Regions from separate parts of the Drosophila melanogaster genome. Here region 1 is linked to region 2. A link is a contact called in public Hi-C data. All regions are on one chromosome and are shown on one strand. Each heading gives the region's core, a stretch centred on a gene start, on an enhancer-like site or on the middle of the called end of the contact. The rest is flanking DNA. Distances are from core to core; before and after follow the strand shown.

The links. A called contact is a pair of places that touch in the nucleus more often than the background predicts.
Region 1: a Hi-C map of the Kc167 cell line shows a contact between it and region 2, with 7 times the contacts expected there. The contact joins the promoter of CG9175 here to the promoter of Kdm5 in region 2. A contact is called at or near these places in 10 of 107 Hi-C or Micro-C datasets (the D17-c3 cell line, the Kc167 cell line, the ML-DmBG3-c2 cell line and 4 more).

The regions. Positions count from the first base shown.
Region 1 is chr2L:6,095,286-6,100,217 of dm6, reverse strand. It overlaps CG9175, which reads left to right and starts at 1,252. Exons shown (of 5, transcript NM_164681.3): 1 at 1,252-1,285; 2 at 1,381-1,662; 3 at 1,727-2,674; 4 at 2,745-2,907; 5 at 2,965-3,520. The coding sequence starts at 1,522. The coding sequence ends at 3,050. It overlaps Kr-h1 (Kruppel homolog 1), which reads right to left. Exons shown (of 4, transcript NM_058119.5): 4 at 3,720-4,932. The coding sequence ends at 4,662. CG45075 reads right to left here. Exons shown (of 4, transcript NM_001298735.1): 4 at 3,720-4,932.
Region 2 is chr2L:5,997,253-6,002,078 of dm6, reverse strand. It overlaps Kdm5 (Lysine demethylase 5), which reads left to right and starts at 2,578. Exons shown (of 5, transcript NM_001298720.1): 1 at 2,578-2,781. It overlaps Tsp26A (Tetraspanin 26A), which reads right to left and starts at 1,851. Exons shown (of 5, transcript NM_001273190.1): 1 at 1,480-1,851; 2 at 1,335-1,415; 3 at 996-1,274; 4 at 810-920; 5 at 1-410. The coding sequence starts at 1,767. The coding sequence ends at 342.

The DNA of each region.
Region 1 (4,932 bases), core at 3-2,502, 99 kb before region 2:
TTATAATTCAAATGACAATTTTGAATTTATTATGTACGCCCAAAAAAGTCTGTTGAATCCCAAAAGTAAGATCCTAAACTTTTCAAATAAATACGAATGAGTGTTGTGACACTTCAAAAGAAACACAAGGACAACGAACTTGATTATGTCTTCCTTTTTGAAGCTTTTTATTCATTTAATAATTATAAATAATATACATACATACGTACATCCACTTGAATCAGGTTAACAATATTGACATATCACTTAAGCCACCTTGACTTCGATAAAAGTGAAATTTGATCAAAGTGCCGGAAAAACTTGTTCACGCACTATGAAAATAATTATAACAAAACTAGTTTAGGTGCGTAGACAGTAGACAGTTTTCACTTTAACGCCCATTTAAATTTAAATACAGCCTATACGATCTATGGCAAAATTGATGAGAAATTTAATTGAAATCTGATAAAGTTATCAACGCAGAGTTGACAAAAGTCAGAAAATAGCAATAAGAAACACCTAATAGAGAATTTAAGATGCTGCAGATTTGAACAATAACTCGTTCAACACGTTTCACACCTTTGTCTGATATATGTACATACATAAATAACTCCCACGTAAAGGAGTATATAAATATGACTTCGGAGTCCCCTTTGTGCCGCCCACCAGCGATTGAAGGTCATTTTGTCACAACAAAGAACCAGGAAGACCACTGCTGAGCTCCACCGCATTAATGACAATCCTGAAATATTATAATTTCTTATTTCACTTGGAAAAAAGAATTCCTTTTTCAAGTTGTTGCAGGGGAGAAATTTGTCTACTTTCTTTTTAATAAAATTTTATTACAAGTACAATTAAGCCTATCTCGTTCTTAAAGGTAGGTACCAGTAGGTACTGGTTATGAGGTGGATCATTGAACATTTCAAACAGGGTACATGGTATATTGTACCTTAAGGTACAAGGTAAAGAAGACAAGCCACGTTATGCAGCGTACTGGGTGCAATATACGCGTTGCAAAATAAATATCGCAATATACTTGAATTCTTATGTATATAAAAATGGTTAACAATTATGTACTTAAAAACATTAAGCTTATTGCGATAATTTTTAAAGTTACCTATCGATTAGAGAACAGCTGTGAATATTTTGATATTTCCAGCTGTTAACATTGCAGCCCATCAGCTGTTTGCTCACGTCACCAGTCTGGCAGCCCTGTTCATCAGCTGAAGACAGCTGACTGCTATGGCACCAATCACCAATCTGCCTATCGATGTATCGATACCTCGCCCTGCCACCGCTATTCAGTGTACGTGGATTTTTAAGACAACTTTCTCAGTCCAAAACACAATAAGAAAATAGTTCCCATGATTAACGTCCACTGAATCGACCCACAATTCCCAGTCAGTTAACAGCCGGAGTGTGCCAGCGGTAGACCCAATTAGATGTGCCTGCCCCGCGGCCAGAGCTGATAAACTCGAGTCAATCACTCAGCCCCAATCCCTCCGCCCCCAGCGTCCGGTCGATTGTGATATATTATTGATAATGGCCCACACCCGCCGTCCCAGCGACGGCCTGCTGGCCCGCGTGAACTTCCCGCTGTACGCCGTGGACATGCTAACCAGCCGCCACATTCTGGTAGCCGGAGGCGGTGGCTCCAGCAAAACGGGAGTGGCGAACGGCTTTGTATGAACTCAGCTCGCTCCGCCGCATTCTTGTGATGTTTCTAATCGACGATTGATCTTTCCAGGAGATCTATGAGCTGTACCACAACGGCAGCCACTTCTGCGCGGAGGAGGTTTTGCGCCATGAGACCGGCGCCAATGTGGTGATGAACTTCGCGGTGCGCAATGGCGGCCGGAGGGGCTATCTGTGCGCCGGCCAGGAGGCGCACTGTCAGATGTACTACGTCCAGCCGCGCGTTCAATCCGAAGAGGATGGGAATGGAAACGGTGTGGGCGTCGGGGACGGCAAGCCTGCTCCGGAGGAACGGCCGCACGAGAACGGCAACGTGCGCCAGCGAAACGCACACTCGGGCGTGGAGCCAGTGGCCAACGGGCACAGGCCACCCCTTTCCACCGCCGACATATTGCGTCAGTTTCGGCGACTGCATTTCGACATCCAGGCGGCGGATGTGATCCAGACGGACTTCCTCAAGGGCGCCGAGCCCCTGCAGCGCGTGGTGCGCATCAGCGGTAATGGCCGTCTGATGGCCACTGGCGGCACGGACGGAAAACTGCGCGTCTGGACGTTCCCCCAGATGACGCTGGCCGCCGAGCTGGCGGCACACAGCAAGGAGATCGATGACCTGGACTTCAGTCCCGACAGCAAGCTAATTGCCAGCATCTCCAAGGATGCACAGGGCTTGGTGTGGGACCTGGCCAGCGGCCAGCTGCAACACAAGCTGCAGTGGAAAACGCCCGAGGGGGCCAAGTACCTGTTCAAACGGTGCCGCTACGGAACCGTGGAGGCGCAAAAGGATAACTACCGCCTCTTTACCATTGCCAATCCGCTGGGCAAGGTGGGAAAGCAGCGTGGCTTCCTGCAGCACTGGGACTGTGCCAGCGGGCAACTGCGTCAGGCTGTGGCCATTGACGAAAGCCTCTCGTCACTGGCAGTGCGGGATGATGGTCGATTCGTGGCCGTCGGCACGATGTTCTCAGGCAGCGTATCCATGTACATTGCATTCAGTCTGCAGGTGAGCAGAGGCAACTAATCAAAGTGTACGTTAATAGTCTTAACTCCAATTCTTTGCTTACGTTTTGCAGCGCGTGCTCCACATTCCCCATGCACACTCCATGTTCGTAACTGGCCTCCAGTTCCTGCCTATTACCAACGAGGAGGGACCGCCCATTTCCAGCGACACGGAGGCAGCCGTTCTGTCCATTTCGGTGGACAACAAAGTCTGCATCCACAGTCTGTCCCAAAGACGTAAGCAATAAAATTGGTGTAAAATTGGAAATTATCTCACTGCCAACTTCTTTTTAGGTACAATCCCCGCCTGGATTGCCATCGTCTTTCTGATTGTCATGATTTTCGCCGTGTTCGTGCTGTGCTCCTACATTGGCATCTGATGCTCAATGGCCAGAAGAGAGTTATTCGATTTGCATTATTAGTTTGTAAACAGGGTTTAGTTTTCTGCAATAAGCCACAACTCCTCCCCCCCCCAGCACTCCCAGCGTCGTCCCACCCCTCCTCCATCATGTTAATTAGTTTAAGTGCATAGTTTGTGCCGGCTGCCTTATCTCTTATACTAATTGCAATGTTTGCTTAGTTGTATCATAATTTGTTTATCTCTCTAGCCACCGCAAACGAAGCCTTGCTCGTTTGGCAGCTTTGCCCGTTGTACATGATTTTTAAAATTTAATTAATATTTCATTTATACAAAGGCAGACAGGAAAACTGACTGCGTCTAGTTGAAGCAGTCAAATGAATTGTAAAACCATTTTTATAATCAAAATGTTAGCTAATCGAACTGTGGTGGGTTTAGCACACCATTCGTATAGTCACAAGTGAATGATATATAAAAATGCATTCAGTAATGAAATTTCGATGTTTTATTCGCATTCAATGAGGTGGCAAACATGGTAAAATATTCCAACGAGGGTTATTAACCTCCAACATTGGTGCATCTACATTTTCATCACCGAATTGGATCGAGTTACTTCATCTGCGATTTCTCAAGCGAAATGGGTAAGTTTTTTAAATTAAAACGCCCCATTAAAATACACATACACCGAATTGGTTTATTTCACGCTTGTTTATTGATTTTCAGATTTCATTTGCGTTTTTTCATGCAATATTTGATTTTAGAATTTAAATCTATGTATTAACTCTGCGTTTACAAAAACTATGCTGACGCTCTTAATTATATTTGTTATCTTCTGGTTTGAAAATGTATATAAACGTAGTTATGCTTGCTTTCTTCTTGTTTATCAGTTCAATATTCTCCGTGTGTAAAATTAAAGTTACCGATCCTTTTTCCTCAGTTTTCCCTTATTTAGTGTATAAAATGCATATAAAATGATGGGTACATGATGTCAAAGATGCCGTTGACACTAATCGTGGAGGGGAAGGAAGAAGTTTGGCGAGCAGAGTTCATAATAAATAAGTATTATATGTATTTTATAAATATTAAGCGCCAATATGGCCATGGTTTTTCGTTCTCATTAATATGTGTATATATGTAGTTATGCGCGTAACTTATTATTGTGTACGGTTTGGATTTGGGTTTGGGTTTGGGTTTGGGCGTCGTTAAGTGATCTTTTATATATAATTAACTTAGTTATATGCTAATGCTTAATACGCATAATGCCAATTGCTGCAATTTGACTAAGTGGACAACACAGGAAAACAAACTATACCTACATTGTATATGCCAAACTAAAATGAAATTTTGCAATATGGGTGAAACTATTTTCAAATCAAACATTCAACAAAACTCGGATCAAGCCAATAAAACGTAATAGGAGGTAATATTAATTTTAAAACAAATTTTTCCCTTTTTTAATACTTTTGGCATTTTCATTTTCGCTGCTGGAAAACTATCTCACTGCCATATCCATACGTTTCTATGCTTTCTTTTTCCAGGCCTAACCCCGAACCTCAGAGAAAAAACTTAGGCTAATTTCAGTTAGAATTTGTTTGGACAGTCTTAATGCTGATTGGGGATCGGCCTTGGACCCCTAGGAGGCCTTGGCGAACTGAATGACCGAGCTCATTCGCATCACCTTGGACCCGGGTCCATCCCCGGCGCCAACGGAAGCGGCACCACCGGCGGCGGAGGTGCCATCTCCGCTAGCCTTCTCCGAATCCACCTGACCGTCGTCGCCCTTGTTCATGTAGTGCTTGCGCTTGCGCAACGGCAGCGTCATCACGTTCCGGTCGGCCATCATCAGGGAGTCGCTCTCCGGCGAGGAGCTACGTTCCGGCGACTCCGTGCTGGAACGCAGGCCG
Region 2 (4,826 bases), core at 1,329-3,828:
TGTGTCCCGAAAATCAGGGTTTACCATAGGCATTTGTGTTTTCTGATCAAAAGCGAAGGGTGAATCGTAATTTCCGGAACATAGTTACTTTGGCAATAGCATTAGGAATTGATCATTGACTAGATTCTATCAACGATTATCGTGCATCCAAATCGATTCACCCTAGTATGGGTTTACAAGGAATTTATAGTATAGTTAACTAACCGGAGCGTAGATGAGTAGATACAGATTCTTATTTTGAAGTTGGTGGATGCTCCATGTGGCTTACCTCGAAGTTTCCCAAATCCTTCGCCACCTTGGGTGTCCTTCTAAATGGCCGTGGGAGCAGACAGAGCCATTTGTCAGTGCCACTTTGACTTTTGAGTGTAGATATCGGCACGCAGGTTCTGAGCAAAGCAAATGCCCAAGATCTACAAAAAGTGTATCGTTACAAGAAGAATCTATCTATTGTCATAGTGAGAAAAATAATAAAATCAAACAGAAACCTGAAAAAACATCACAACTATAACAGTTGCGGAAATAATAATCAAGTTGTGCTCCATCCATTCTTCGCCTGCTTGAACACAGCCCTTTTCGTAGATTATTTTGGACAACTCCATGCCCTGGTAAGAAATTAAAAAAATAAAATAAATATAAAGTCTGTGGGAAATTATAAAACAAAAAGATGTAACTACTACGAGTAAAAACCATATTTTTAAAAAAAATGGGACCACCTTAAAAACGATTCTCTCATCTGAACTACACTAAACTTAAAATTTTCAAAGATTCAAAAAGAAATATACAACGACGACTATAGAAATGTTTTGCACCTGCAGGACGAGCAGAGCCACGCAGCCAATCGCCACACTAATCAGATGGGCCTCCAGCCAATCCTCGCCAGCGCGCAAGCAGCCACGCTCATGTATATTCCTATCCACCGGCTGCATGCGTACGATTCGTGGGTGAATTTCAATATGCATTTCGGAAAGACGGGGGAAAACAGCTAGCGGACTTACATATCCCTCCTTGCGTACATCGTAGCCGCATTGCTTGTTCTTGATCACCTCCTGCGGACGTCTGCGGCAGCAGGAGAATGGCACTCCGCACGCCTCCCTGCTGCCAATAGCGATAGACGAGCAATTGAAGTAGTTGTTGCTGTCCCAGTCCTTGGGACCATCAATGCCGCAACACTGCAACCAATCCTCCTGGATCCAATCAATGAGATTCTGCTGGTCTGCGTCCTCGCGATAGTGGCGAATGAAGGCCTTGAGTCCCTCGGTGGCCTGGTCTTTGATCTGGAAAAGGCAAACCTTAGTAATGGCTGGCTAGAATAGTGGCCTTCAAATGGAACTCACCCAGCCCTTGTCCTTGAGCACGAAGGCCACGGCACAGAAGCCGATCTCTGCGATAAGCAAGACACTCAAGAAGATGGCGTACTGCAAGCGGAAAAATAAGGATTAACTAGGTCCAGAGGGGATCCACTAACAATGTGGTACCCACCGCCCCCAGGAGGCAGGTGTTCTCGCGCAAGGCGCCCACGCTGCCCATGAAGCCCAGTAGGAAGGTGACGCCTCCCAGGATGATCAGGACGAAGGCCGGGTCCAGGGCGATGAAGTGCAGCCGCGCAATGTTGCGGAACATGCCCTTCTCGCTCCAGGCCCAGATGCCAACGGAGAGGACCAGCAGGGCCGAGAGCCACAGGATCACATTGCTGGCGAACAAAAGGTACTTCAGACAGCAGCTGATTTCACTGGTCTCGCGGCGGAACTTGCGCACAGCAGCTGGCATTGCTCCAATTTTAACAATAATAAATATGGCCAAAAGGAAACAAAAACGTATGAAATTCTGCTCGCCAGTGTGACCGTGACTGCACTTTTTTTATCACGCAGTGCGACGGCTCCAAATACGTTGCAAAGAATACCGTTTCCCAAGAAAACCGCCATTTTGTTCAATCTTACGAACTTTAAAACTTGGATGTTTGTTTTTTTTTTATTGATCTTGCATAAACAATGTATTTTACAGAAACCAGTTTGCGTATTTATTTCATTTTCTGCTGATTTGTTGAGTTGAGCAACAACAATTTCATAGGCATTACCGTTAACTAAATACTTATGTCTACTGGTTATTTTAAATATATTATACAAATTCAAATTCTTAAAGCCAAGGCTTAAATTAACACACAGTATTCTAAAAACAATAAAAGAGCTCACTTACTTATATTAATAACTTAGAATATAATTCACTCTTGTAGAATGCCAAACTTTCTTTTTTTAGCTTACCACTGTATTGAAACACATTTCATAAAATTAATTAAAAAAGCGTACTTAGGAAACCTTGCGTATATGCTCGATGGATCCTATGGATGTTTCAAGTCCTGTCCCTGAACCGGCATAGTGTTAAACGCGGCGCCGGCTAGACTGAGTAACGCCTATGACCGAACTGATTTTGAATCTAATACAGAAACGAAACAATAAACGGGGGGTCGGCGATAAGACGAGATCCGATTCGTCGACCTCCGCCGATAAGAAACTGTGTTTGATTTGAAGGCCAGTGCTGCACAACGCGGACGGTGGCTGGTATTTTCCCGAACTTTTGTGGGGCAGATCGACGTTTCCGGCACTTCGACGACGGGTCACACTGGACACATGTAGCAGGAAAAAACGCAGACATCGGAGAAAGAAATCAGAAAAGTAAATTCGCATTAAAGCCACCTCGCCAGTGCCGTGCTCGGTGGTTTTATGGAACACTCATTTCGATCACATACCGAGCGTGCGCGTCTTCCAACGACTTCCTATGACGACAGTGAGTTTTTGCCCAGTGTAGGGTGCCCAGTTCCCAGTGCCCGAACCCAGTGCGATTGTGTGCGTGCCAGTGTGTGAGTTTAGGGGCACTTCTGATGGCTGAAAACGTTTAATTAGCAGCGAAAAGCGAACAAACTAGCAAAACGCAGACGCCCACCTGGCCAAGTCGGTGCATATAGATCAGGAAAAGTGCGGATTGCAGCCTCTGCGTTGGCCAACAGCGAAAACAACCCCCCGCACTAGTCGTGGAAAATGTTTGTATGTGTGTTCCCTCTGCTGGCAGCGCAATCGGGATTCCGAAAATCCGTAATAATTGTGAAAATGCGGCCAGAAGACAACGCCAGGTCGCGGCTAGGTTAGGAACCACGTCGCGGATGAACGGATTACGGTGGAAAACCGCGGACGGAAAATCGCGCACCAATTGCACACGCCAGCAGAGCAGCGACAGCGCTGCAAAGTGCGTTGCGTCGCTGCCCGGTCGCCATCATAGCGAAAAATATTGTGATCCCACGCCTGGAAAGCCAATATATGCCACTGAGTTTAGTGACTTTCAAGTATATAGTGAATATATAGCTCCAGTCGAGCTGTTCGCGGGGAGTTACTATTCGAAAAGTACAGTGCTGCAGTCACCTTCCAAAAAAAAAAATCAGTTCAGCTTTTCTGTTTCCGCTCACCGCCACTCCCCCCACCGTTGGAAATGTGCAATATGGCAGGGCAAATGCGTAAATTTTGCGCTCCTGCTGGAAAGTAACCAATATCCAGTGCTAATTTCGCCAAATCCATCCATATTTATGTACATGCTCGGTGCGAATGTGTGTGCCTGTATTCGCGTACCTGTGTCTGTCGTGCCCCGTGTCCGTGTAAGCTGTTTGTTTGTGCCCGTGTAAGCTGCGTGCGGGTGTGTGTGCGCGGCTGAAAATGGAAATTATATAAAAGAAGCTTTCGGCTTAGGCTGCTTTTCCGAGCGATCGGCGGCCGCAGAACGGAAAATCAGTTTCCCCCGTCCAACACTAACAGCGAACAGCTGGCTGCAGTTTGGAAAATGGCACTTGTCACGACGCCGTGCTGCCCAATCAATAATCCGAAATCGCAATCCACCGATTTTGATTTGGAACGGATTCGCAGGGAAATAATATCCCATTATCCCGAGCAGAGCAGCAAACGTAGCATGCCTCTGCCGGCGTCGCTGTCGACGATGTACTTTGCTCACTTGATACACAAAAACGGTACTCGTCGTCGCTCATCTCGCTCTCTCTAGGCGAGAGCGGGCTCTTCCTGATCAAGCACACGGGAAACTATACACACACACACATACGCACGCACCGCCAGTCAGTCAGGCAGGCACACATTGCCCACCCACTTCTACTCCCTTTTCGGTGGTGGCAGCAGTGGCAGTGGCGCCCCACATTCGTGCGAGAGTGTGTGTGCGTCACAACAACCACCAAAGCAAAGCTCTGTCGCGGCGGCTTCCTTGTGTCTAGCTGACAAACGCGAAAAATCTGTTGGGAACTCCAGCCGGAAGTTGGAGTTGACAGTGGTTTTCAACATGGCTTCGTTTCCGCTTCTCGATTTCGTCAGCTGAATTCGTAGATAACAGCTTTCACCTTTTGCTCAGTGTATGTGCTTGTGTTAGTGTGTGTGTGTGTGTGCATGAAGGTCCTGTGTGCTGAATGTTTTGAATACAATGCGTATAAGTATAATCCCCTTTTGCACACTTGGTGTATACATGTTCGCTATCGAATTTGTAAGTTTATTGGTCGCTATGTTATACATACACACGGCCAGGAAATCCCCCGTGTTCGTGTCCGGGGTTGTGCCTGTATTGGCGTGCTCCACTTTTGTATGCAACAAATTCAGTGCTGCTGGCTAATCGCCGCTGCACTCTCTCTCTCTCTCTCTATTACTCCTCGGGAGAAGCCACATCCCCCTGGAGGGAAACATGCGAGAAAGGCATTACTTCGCCTAGGTCCAGTGCAGTTGCCCATCCTGCGATCCCGCCGGCGGCACTGGATACAACCTCACAACCGAAGTAATCGTTTGGTAACT